Linked DNA regions of Zea mays: regions 1 and 3 are each linked to region 2. Evidence: chromatin contacts called from public Hi-C data. All regions are on one chromosome and are shown on one strand. Each heading gives the region's core, a stretch centred on a gene start, on an enhancer-like site or on the middle of the called end of the contact. The rest is flanking DNA. Distances are from core to core; before and after follow the strand shown.

Evidence for each region. A called contact is a pair of places that touch in the nucleus more often than the background predicts.
Region 1: a Hi-C map of ear shows a contact between it and region 2, with 2.1 times the contacts expected there. The contact joins the promoter of LOC100191905 here to the promoter of LOC100284049 in region 2. A contact is called at or near these places in 2 of 25 Hi-C or Micro-C datasets (ear and tassel).
Region 3: a contact with region 2 is called in a Hi-C map of leaf, with 6 times the contacts expected there. The contact joins the promoter of LOC103631208 here to the promoter of LOC100284049 in region 2. A contact is called at or near these places in 5 of 25 Hi-C or Micro-C datasets (endosperm, leaf, root tip and 1 more).

Annotation. Positions count from the first base shown.
Region 1 is chr1:4,673,047-4,676,837 of Zm-B73-REFERENCE-NAM-5.0, reverse strand. It overlaps LOC100191905 (Peroxidase 64), which reads left to right and starts at 1,291. Exons shown (of 2, transcript NM_001137329.1): 1 at 1,291-2,064; 2 at 3,776-3,791. The coding sequence starts at 1,822. It also overlaps a transcript of LOC100381417 not described here.
Region 2 is chr1:5,074,722-5,078,494 of Zm-B73-REFERENCE-NAM-5.0, reverse strand. It overlaps LOC100284049 (homeobox protein HD1), which reads right to left and starts at 1,996. Exons shown (of 6, transcript NM_001156947.2): 1 at 1,048-1,996; 2 at 809-929. The coding sequence starts at 1,398.
Region 3 is chr1:5,373,736-5,377,428 of Zm-B73-REFERENCE-NAM-5.0, reverse strand. LOC103631208 reads right to left here and starts at 1,253. Exons shown (of 2, transcript XM_008652169.4): 1 at 429-1,253; 2 at 1-337. The coding sequence starts at 1,253. The coding sequence ends at 314.

The sequences.
Region 1 (3,791 bases), core at 42-2,541, 400 kb after region 2:
ATGCATTCGGTTCAGAGAGACAGAGTCTAGCTATCTTTCTTTCTTCAGTACGTGACCCGGCTTTACCAGCCAACAAACTGCGTGGACCAGACGGCGGGCTCTGCACTGGTGGATGCATCCATCCATGCTTCCTTTTGGGTAAAGCTTGAAGAATGGCGCCTGGCGCGGCTGTAGAAAAGCTCTCTGCCTCCTTTTTTTTTTTAACGTGGAAGGCACTCGGATGTGAGGCTTCTTTTTTTTTTTTTAACCCCACTTCTGATGCCAGAATCTATTGTGGCCTCGTCAGCTGCCTGCTCCTAACTAACTAACCACACGTGTACGCACGAGCACTCGTAAACTTGTCTTTGTTACGGACTACTACTAGCTAGCACTCATACCAAGCATATATATGGCGCAGAGGGGAAAAAAAAAGAATGGCATAATCATGCGTCTGAAGAAAGGCTTTCTCAATGATCCATATGCAGTACGTGTAAGTATTATAATGTAATGTAACGTAGGCGCGCGGCTAGGAGTCTAATCCGTCCACGAAGCAAACAAATGCATGTTCGGGTGCCCGCGGATTTGGGGGTAGCTGGCGTGATCTATCGCGCGTTTCCCGGCCGCCTGCTGACGCTCGTCGTGGACGACGAAAACTCTCAAGAACATGATGATGATGCCTCATAAGCACTGCACTGACATTGATTACCTTACTTTGTCAAGCAACCGGGGCCGACATCTGTACGTATTTTATTATAAAGTTATGAGCGTTAATCATACGAAATAAATAAAACAGATAGAGGCGGACAAAGTTAATCATAAATGTACGTTAGGATTCATGATAATGAATCCTAAATTTATGACCCACTGTTGTACGCATTCGTAGCTTGCATGCATGGGAATTGGGAAGAAAGTTCCATGCCGGATAGTAACTCTGAAAACAGAAGGATAGCTCGCCAATGCAAGTCGCCAGGCGACAAGATGGACGCTTTTCCATCATGCGTCAGTGCAGCAGATCAAAACCCAAAAAGGCATGAACGACCATTTGTACAGATCCCATGCGTGCATCGTTTTAATTCTTCCTTGTTGAGCGTCTGCTTTTCTTTTCTTTCATCCCTCTCGCAAATCTCAATCAATCATACACCACAAGGGCCCGCACCCGTCTCTCCCTCTCTCTCCTCGGCTCCACACTACTAAGCAGTATCGATGGCCCCCTCCCACATGGGATGTGCATGCACCCCCACTATGCCAGTTGCCCTATATATAAAACCGCCTGGACCGACCGGAGTCCCACTAGCTCCACTCCACCACACACACCGCGCAGCTAGCTGTCACCGGAGCAAGAAGGAAGAAAAACCAGCGGCACCGATCGATCGACGACACGCGCGCGATCGAGGTGAGGAGCGAAAGAAAAGGTGGCCTTTTCGAAGCCGCCGGACGGAGTGTAGCGCTAGCTAGCTCCCCAGGCCGGAGAGGAGGATGGTGGGACGAGGAGCGGCGACGGCCCTCGTGTGGGCGGCGGTGGTGGCGGTCGCGACGGTGGTGTCGCGGGCGCAGCAGCTGCAGGTGGGGTTCTACGACACGCTGTGCCCGGCGGCGGAGATCATCGTGCAGGAGGAGGTGAGCAAGGCGGCGTCCGGCAACCCCGGCGTCGCCGCGGGCCTCCTGCGCCTCCACTTCCACGACTGCTTCGTCAGGGTCAGTGCGCCAAGCGGCTAATTATTAAGCAAGCTAGCTAGCCGCCCTCCTCGAGTGATCCAATGCAAAGTGGTTGGTGGTGGCGGTGGTGGTGTCACGTACTGTGGGGACGGGCCGGCCGGGTGCCTCGATTGCGCGCGTAGCTGCATGTGGATCCTCCTTCCTCTCTGTTCATTATTACGCGTATTATTGGTATTGCAGGGGTGCGACGCGTCGGTGCTGCTGGACTCGTCGGCGGGCAACCAGGCGGAGAAGGACGCGGCGCCCAACGCCAGCCTGCGCGGGTTCGAGGTCATCGACAGCGCCAAGACGCGGCTGGAGCAGGCCTGCTTCGGCGTCGTCTCCTGCGCCGACGTCCTCGCCTTCGCCGCCCGCGACGCCCTCGCGCTGGTACGCACTGCTCGTCCCCTCACTAGCTAGCTGCTCTTCCACTAGCTAGCAGCTTCTCCGGTTCTCTTTGGTCAGCGCTAGGTAACAACGTAACAAAACTATTCCCATCCCAAGGTAGAGCGAAATCGGTCTAGGATCACGCGCAGTGAGTACGTACGTGAGTGAAGAGGCATGGCCCAGCCGCGCCTTTCTGGACGCTTCCTTTCTTTTTCATCAAATATAAAAGGATGTGGGGGATGGATGGTTGCCATGAAAGCAGCTTTGGAATGGAAGGCTGTCCAGCCTTTGGCAACTCCACCCAACAATGCCATGTCCTGCACTGCACTGCACGTACTGCCTCGGAAGCAAGCACGCACGGCCGGCACACGGTGGTATAGATGGCCAAAAAGCACGAGGCCCGTGAGCCCGGCACGAAGCCCGCTTTTTGGGCCCGGTCCGAGCCCGGCACGGTAAAATAAGTGGGCGGGCTTGGACAGGAAACTAGGCACGGCGGGCTAGCCCGGCACGGCCCGTTTACCTCTAAGCCCGTTAAGCCCGTTTTTTTACACTAAAACGTGCTTTTCGGCCTGTTTAGCCCGCTTTTTGGTCCGTTTTTTCGTGCTAAACGGGCCGGCCCGGCCCGTTTAGGCCCGCTACGGGCCGGGCTTGGACAGAAACTTAAGCCCGATGGCTCAGCAGGCCCGGCCCGGTTTTGGCCGGGCTTCACCGGGCCCGGGCCGGGCCGGGCCGGGCCGGCCCGTTTGGCCATCTCTACACGGTGGCAGAGAGGAGAGAAGGTGACTCGAGGCGAGCCGTCCTTTTGCTTTAGGTGCACCTCGGTTTTGCTTGGCTCGGTTCGTACGTTACCGCGCGCACGGGCCTAACCTAACGGCCGGTGGGTGTCCGTAGCAGCGGCGGCACATGCTCGTGTCGTCGTGTCGCCCTCCATGGCTCAGCATAGCTCCAGTTCCCTCGAAAACCTTCTTCTGGAGGTGAGGATGGCATTAGGAGCTGGGAGAGTGCACTGCACTGCTCAGCGGTAGGGATTCTCCACTTGCCTTGGGCTTCGATTCAGCTGATTCTATGGCAGGATCAAACCTGCTGGTCAACAGATTTGATACGGTTAAGCCAACAGATATAGCCTTCAGTGTTAAACTAAACATGCTGCTTGCTCGAAGTTGCTGCTACAGTTTTTTTCCTTTTTCTTTTTTGTTGGGAACCATCAGCTCAGCAGGCGAGAGGAGAGTGAGGTCGGTGTCACACCGTCGTCACTCGTGGCAGTTGCAGGTAGCCCAGAGAGCGTAGCGTAGGCAGCAGAACTTTCCATTTCCCAGCTGCCAAACAGAGCACGCCGCTATACCTGACACGGAACCGTCGCGTCGAGCCAGCCACCGTGACAATACGGCGGCGGTTTCACGTCCGTGTCTCGTGACCGGGAGGGAGAGGCAGGAGCGAAAGCTACGAGACTACTACCACTACCAGCGCGGCGGCCTCGGGAACGCGGCGTGGGCACGTCGGGCGCATGGTTCTAGTACGTGGATCCGACGCGCACCCCATGTGCTCTGCCCTGCCCGGGCCCGGCACGCCCACATGCCCTGCCGTCGCGGTCTCGCCCGCCCCACCGGACGTTCCGGGTCCGCACGCACGTGCCACCTCAGCTGGCGTTCGCGTCGCGTTGGCTGCCTTCTCTTGCTGACGCTTCTGTGTTGGTCTCTGGCTGCGTTTGTTGCAGGTCGGGGGCGACGCGT
Region 2 (3,773 bases), core at 747-3,246:
GTATTGGGCACTCCTACTAGCTTTAATTTATTGTGGGAATTTTGGTCTTTGTTGAATAACTATTGACAATAACCCATAAATAAAACCGTGAGCGAAAAAATTACGCCCAAAGTATGGATTTTTTTCGTGGGGAACGTATCCTATATACACAAGACCCCCATTCGTACGCAAATGCACAGATTCAATCTAGACCCTTTGGTTAACAATCAACGACTGAGCACACGTTTTTTATTTTGGGTGCAAATTTACACCTGGCCGCGAGAGATGAGAGCATGGATTTTTTTTTTAGGTAAAACATATCAGTTGTTGGTTGTTGAACCAAGGGTCTATATTAAATTTGCGCATTTATGCGCAAAGAGAATCGTGTGTGTGTGTGTGTGTATATATATATATATATATATATATATATAAGTTACGTTTCCTTTTCCATGTGTTCTTCGAGTTTGTTTTTCCTAACATAGTCACGTAGAGATGGCAAGGGTTGAGGAAAAGCCTCAAGACGCAACCAACACAACACACACGCACACACCCGAGCAGATCAGAGATGCGTAATGACCATGGAAGACGACGCTACAACTAATATTACCTTTGTGTGCTTATATTGTTACAGGCATGCATCAACCATCAAATTAAAGAAATAGTGAGGGTGCGGTACCACCGGCTGCAACGAGAAAAGGCACGGCGGATGGATCGGACAGGCAAATATTGGGGAAGAAAAAAACAACACCCAAAAGCTTGCGCAAATGGAACCACAATTAATGGAAGTAACAAATAATTAACGGCATGAAACATGGACGCAGGGTCTTACCGGTTAGGTCCTGCAGGGACTGCTCGATCTCGCGGCACGCCATGACGGCCTCCACGGCGTGCACCCGGACGTGCTGCTGCAGCTGCTCCCGGAACGAGCACAGCAGCATCAGGTACTGCGCCTGCACCACCGCCATGCATGCATGCAGATGAAGAAGAAGAAACCGGTCAGCGGCTCATGCATGCATATGTGTGGCGCGTGGCGGCATAGCTAGCAATCGTGGTAGCAGGAGGTCGTACGAGGAACGAGTCGAGGTCGTGCTTGTCGTGCGGGGAGAGGAAGGGGCGGTGGTGGGCGGCGTAGGAGTGGAGGAGGCCGCTGGACTGCGCGAGCTGGGCGTCGATGAGGGGGAGGTGGTCGATGGGCGTGGCCACGCGCAGGCACCCCACGTGCGCCGCCACTAGCTGCTCGCACAGCGGGTGCACCGCGATCTCCCCCTTGAGCAGCTGCCGCTCCTCCCCCTCCGCCGCGGCCGCGGCCGCGGCAGCCGCCGAGGACGACGAGCACTCGCCGCCGCCGCCGCCGCCGGCGTACCCCACCCCCATCTCCATGCCCAGGCTCGCTCCTGCTTGATCACCGCCGCGCTGCATGCATGTACCGACGACGACGACCCGGCGGTCGCTGCTTCGCCAAGCTCGATCGATGACCGGCCGGTACCCCCGGTACCCCCCTTCTCTTCTTTCCTCTTCGACTTGCTAGCCTGCTTCTTAATTGGTCCGGCCGGTTGGTGTTCGCTCCCGCTGGTTTGCGCGCGCGCGCGCGTGCGTCCTTGGCTATGTATATATGGCGATCGATGATGGCGCTAGCTTATGGATCAACTCGGAGGGCTGAGAGACCACACGGCCAGCGCGGGAGGAAGGAGAGGATTTAATGGGGGAGTTAGTTAGCAAGGACACAAAGGAGATGGTGAGGCGTCTTTTCGATGGTTCCTAAGCCGCGGGGAAGGGGGCGCAACTGCGCAACGGCAAGAGAAAAGGGGCGGCCGGCCGGATGAGCTAGCCGCTGCGGAGAGCTAGGCGGCGACCGAGACGGTAGCAGCTGGTAGGTTGTAGCTGATGATGAGGCCGCACGGTCGCCGGAGCCCTGAGATCGTAGTGAAAACAGAGAAAAGTTGGGTGAATTGCAGAGCCCAGCCGCCGGCCGGCCGGCCGGTAAGAAAGAAAGGCGAGATGAATGAGAGAGAGAGAGAGAGAGAGAGAGAGAGAGAGAGAGAGAGAGAGAGAGAGAGGAAGTGGAGGTGAGGGAGGGTGGTGAAGCTTTGGAATCCAAGCATGCCCAAAGAGGAAGAGGAACAACTAAAGCAAGAGCAAGGTGCCTAGTACCTACAGCTAGCTACCAAGAGTTGCACCAATGCGTTTCCTACTATGAGTAGGCGGGGAGTATGGTGTAGAAGTGCGGTACAAACTTTAGGATATACTGTAGGAGGTTAGTTGCACATACATTTGGTAATTCGATGGAATAATTAGGAGTTGGTTTCAAGAAATACTTTGGGTGGTGGCGGGTTTTTTTTTTTAAAAAAAAAAGCAGGAGGAGGGGGGCGCCTTCGGTTGCCTCTACCAACCTTGCGGTTGGCGCCGGGAACGGGCGTCTGCTGCTGTTGCATCGTCGTCACCGCGCCGCCGCCGTCGTCTCGGTGGACCTGCATTATTCTTGCCTTTTACATCGACTGCCCTTCAGGCTTCAGCTGTGGCTGGATGCTGGCAGGCAAGCTACGTACTTAAGGAAGCATTAGAACTTAGAAGGATGCATCATCAGTGGGCGTTAATCGCATCGGATTATTTAGGCGTAGTATTATATATATTGGTATTAGTTGGGCCGCCGTGTGCGTGTAGTCGCCGTGGCGGGCCCGGGCCGTCCCGGCTGTAGCTGCTTTGTCTGATCATATCGTAACAGACGGACAATGACGTACACGCTGCCGCCGGCTGTATGCCTATATGTATGTATATATATATCAAAACTTTTAGTATAATATAGCACTCTTTTTTGCTTGCTTGTCTCCTACATTTTCCGGTCCTTACGCGTGCCCACGCACGCGTAAAATATTGTATTCGTTCGTTTCATTATGTATCTGATTTTTTTTAAAAAAACATACCGTATAATTCGTCCTGAAATGCGCTGTACTTTTACTATTGGCCGAAGCCTCTCGGAGCGACACCACATAACACAAAGCTCCGCCCCTCTCGTCGAATCTGCTGCGACACAAGCTAACAACAAGGGCCCGGCAGGCAACGTCGATATATATCGGGTCCATCGTCAGAGAACCAATCATGCGAGAGCCACGACGGCCGGCGACCCCGACCCGGCCGGCCAGATAGATGGGTCGGAGACGTCGAGTCGTCGGTTGGGGTGGGGTCAGGAATCTGTCGTAGTACGTGTACTTGCGGTCACCTCGATCGGCGGACGACGCGCGCCGCGGGGCAGCAGCGTACAGACTACAGAGCGCAGCAGCAGGCCAGGCGGCGCGCGAGCGAGCGGGGAGAGGAATAGGATCGGTATTGGATATGGATGGATTGGAATGTTGGATAGCATCTCTCTCTCCCGCTGGCTCAGCGCCTGCCTGCACCGAGCTAGCTTCTAGCTGGTGCTGGTGGGCCGGTGGCAATGGCATGGTCCCCGGCAACCGGAGGCCACTCGATTTCACCTGACGCCCCAGCAACGGCTCTCTCTCCTTCCATCCTCCCTCCCTCTCCTCCACTCGGTTTCCTGGTTGTTTCTATGGAAGAATATGGAGCGAGGAGAATTGACAGCTGAACGGCCACCTGAACAAACCCAACGAGGCTTTCATCCCCTACAGTCGGTCGTACAGTGGCCATAATCAGTCCTGCGGCCACCCCCCACATTTTCTCATTCATGTATGCATGCATGAGTCGTTCACGCCATCGGCCATCCATCATGGAGCTAGTATATATTATTGGTTTCTCTTCCTCCTCCGTCTAAGGTGGGCGAAAAAATGTTCATTATTATG
Region 3 (3,693 bases), core at 4-2,503, 300 kb before region 2:
CTATTCCTTCCCTCCCCGGCACCCCCACCAGGCCACCACCACCGGTACGTGAGGCAGAAAAGGCCGACTCCGTTTCGTTTCTACGGATTAATGTTTAAACTTTGGATTTTAAACTGTACATCACGAGCCATTCACGCGGCAGTTCAAATACACGGACGCTGTAATCTTTGTGCGAGGTGTGGTATAGAGATGGCACAGGGCGATGCCATGACCGCCATCACGTCGGACAGACGATGAGCAGACAAAGAGCTCGGTGACGAGACGGCACAGGGCGACGGACGGCTCGGAGGACTTCACGTGACAAGGTCGTGTGCTATGCGTCTTGTTGTCCGGCGGCCTGAAAAAGTGTGCGGGAACGGCAGTGTCAGTTTGGAGTCTTGGGAGAGGATGGAGCGGACTGATCATCGGTGGAGGGGCCATGGACGTACGCTGCACTTTTTGCAGTAGAGGATGGCGTCGCGGACGGCGGTGTCGGCATTGCCGTGGCACCAGTCGAGGCTGGACGCGGACGCGCGCGCCGGGCTGGCCGGCGCCACGCGGGGCCGCCGCCTCGGCGCCGGGAGACGCCGCAGGGCCCTCACCTTGCGGTACAGCGGCAGGAGGAACCGGAGGTACTGCAGCGGCATCTTCCACCACGACGAGCGCCTCCCGGCGGCGGCGGCCCTCCCGCCGCAGCACGGGCTCGGGGACGGGGAGGCCGGCGCGCTGCGGGCCGAGCAGAACAGCGGGTCGCCGGGGACGAGGCGGCCGTCGCGGATGACCCGGCGGCTCGCGCTGACCAGCGCCGGGGACGGGGGGTCACTGCCCCCGCCCACGCCACCGGGAATAATAAGCCCGAACTCGAAGTCGCTCTCCGGCGGCGGCGCGGCCGTGGCCGTCCACCGCATGGAGAAGAGCGCGGCGGGGTCCATGTCGATGAACGACGACCTGGAGCTGCCGAAGGAATGGCCGAGGTCGGCGTCGGCGACGAGGTGCTCGAGTGACGGCGCCCGCGCGCCGCGCTTCGCCAGCCACCCGCGGGAGAAGCTGTCGCCGAGGCGCTGCTGCGTCGGACCGACCTCCATGAGGGCCTGGGCCTGGGCCTGGCCGGCGTGCGTGCGCGCGCGCGCGCGGACGGGGGACGGGAGACGGCGCGGTGGCAGTGGCAGCGCTGAGGAGGGGCGTGCACGGCATGGGCAAAGCGAAGATATAGGCGCGCGCCGCAATGTCCGTCTCTGTGGGCTTGTGGTTGTGGCATCGGGCGCAATGTCCATGTTGCCCCTTGTCCTCGTGCCGCGCTTCTATTTTCTTTTACCCAGCAATTTTGTTCTATTTCTATTTTCCCTCCCTCCCTCCCGTTTATTACGCTTGTTATCGCTGTCATGGCAACAGATTCATTGAGTCTTTCTTGTCCCGTGAAGGAAAAAAAAAGGTCTCGTCTCGGGTTTCGATGTTCAGGTCGCTGGGCGCGGACGGATTATCGACAGATACAAACAAACATACGTACGTACAAAAGGCACGATGGTTTGTATTCAATACTATTCAGGCTCAGGTGTTATCCGGTCAACTTCACCTCTTTGGAGGATAGCAAGGATGGATTTTGGCCCTAATCTCCACAGATTCATGTTTCATTCTCTATCTTATTCTATATTTTAAACTTCTCTAACCGAACAGTAATAATATCATCTATAGTTCCACGTCTCTTATTTTACACACTCTGTCTAAGAACCGTCTCATTTTTAGACTCAATCACGGGGGCGGAATTTTTTTCGTTATTCGACGGTTATGAACTAAACCGTTATAGCTCCACATACAGTTTTAGAGCATCTCCAAGAGTCTTTCTAAAGTTTACTCTCTAAGTAATCACTTCCTATATCCAACAACTTTTCTATCTTATTTACACACTAAAGAGTTATTCGCGTTTTCTATCTTTGGCTAGCGAGAACCCCAGAATATAAGAGCATATTCTTCTAATCTATATAAATATTTTTTATTTTAAAAATACCCTCCAACATGTTATCTAAATATAGTCAAATTCTATTCCGGGTTTCTCGCTAGCCAAATATAGAAAACATAAATGGCTCGTGCAAACAAGATATATGGCATATTTGTTTTAGCTTATATATTATATAATCTAGATTATATATTCTTGGTTATAATCTGCAAAAAATATAATCTATGTGTAGCTGTTTGAATGACCAAATTATATAAATGAAGATTATTGATTTTTGAGACACAAAGACAATAATACCCCGCGTGCGTGTGATTTAGGGAAAGAAGAAAAAATGACAGAGGTTGTAATTTTATGAACATAACCATGAGTACAGGGTCTTTTGTCAAAAATGATTTCAAATAAGCTACTCTTAAGGAGATTATAAGATTATCACAATATGAGTTTTAGATTGTATAATCTGGACCTATATCTAGGTGTTTGTTACCTACTAGATTATTTACACTATATTATATAATCTGTACATATTATAATCCAAAACAACTACAACCATTGAAAGGCCGTTGGAGATTGAAAGGATATAGAAAATATTTTTTATGCAAATGATTCTCTAAATGATACTTTAGAGAGTGAAATTTAGAAATACTCTAGGAGATACTCTAAGATATCTATATTTTGATAATTATTTAAATAAGTTGTTGAAGAGTTTTTTTTTTGAAAAGAACCCTATTTTTAATAATTAGAAAAAAAATATAAAGAGTCTCTTGGAATTGCTAGGCTTTTCCCAATCATTGTCATTGTAATTTGTAACAAACAGTTATAGCTAATGCTACGGTTCTAAATAGGCTGTGAAAAGGGAAACTCGGAGAAAGAGGAAGAACCACATATGTTTTTTCTTATCATGTCACGTCGTTGTCCAATCTCGGATTGGGGCCATAGCATTCGGGCATCGGCTTGGATCGTTCAGATCATGGAGCCACGGGACGTGTGTGGCAGGCTTGGGGCTTGGGCTATGCATGATTAGCGGTGGCAAAGGTGACAGAGAGAATACGGTTCAAGGATCAAGAGCACTGAACACGCATGGTCCACGACTTTCACAAAAGCTAGAGAAACCCTGGAACAAAGTAGAGGAGACTGTCTGTGTAGCGTGTAGCAACGACGACACCCGGACATAGCAGTTCGCCGTCCCAGGCTCATGTTCCGGTTCCACTCGTGCAGTTGTTCTGTCTCTCGGCTTGCATTTAAAAGATACTGAAAATAACTGCAGGGTTAAGTTAAAGTTAACCTGCTAGGCTAGGCACTAGATGCTTCTTCATGTTTGGCGGCACAAATTAAACTCTTGACAGCACTGTCACTGATCAAGGAACGGGGTTTAGCAGTAATTTTAAATGCATATGGGAAAGGAGGGGGACTGGCAGTGAGAGGTAGGAGTAGGAGAGCTGCTGCCATCCAATAAACAGAATGAGATTAGGGATGTAATAACGACCACTATAATTAATGCTCACAAAAGAAAGACATCAGCAGATGGGAGGAGAAAAGGGAAAATAAAGCAGACGAAAGGTATTCAAAATGTCCAAAACAAAAAGACATAAAAGTATACGAGACGTAGCCCGATCATGTACGTTACCGGCCTCTTGAAGCTGTTGACTTTTCATGGCTGGGAGAGCAGAATTGCCATCGCCATGCAGCTGATTTTATTCCGCCTGGGGCACGGAATTGGCAGCTCTCTCCCAGCTGTGAAAAAGGGAAAGCGAACAATTCCA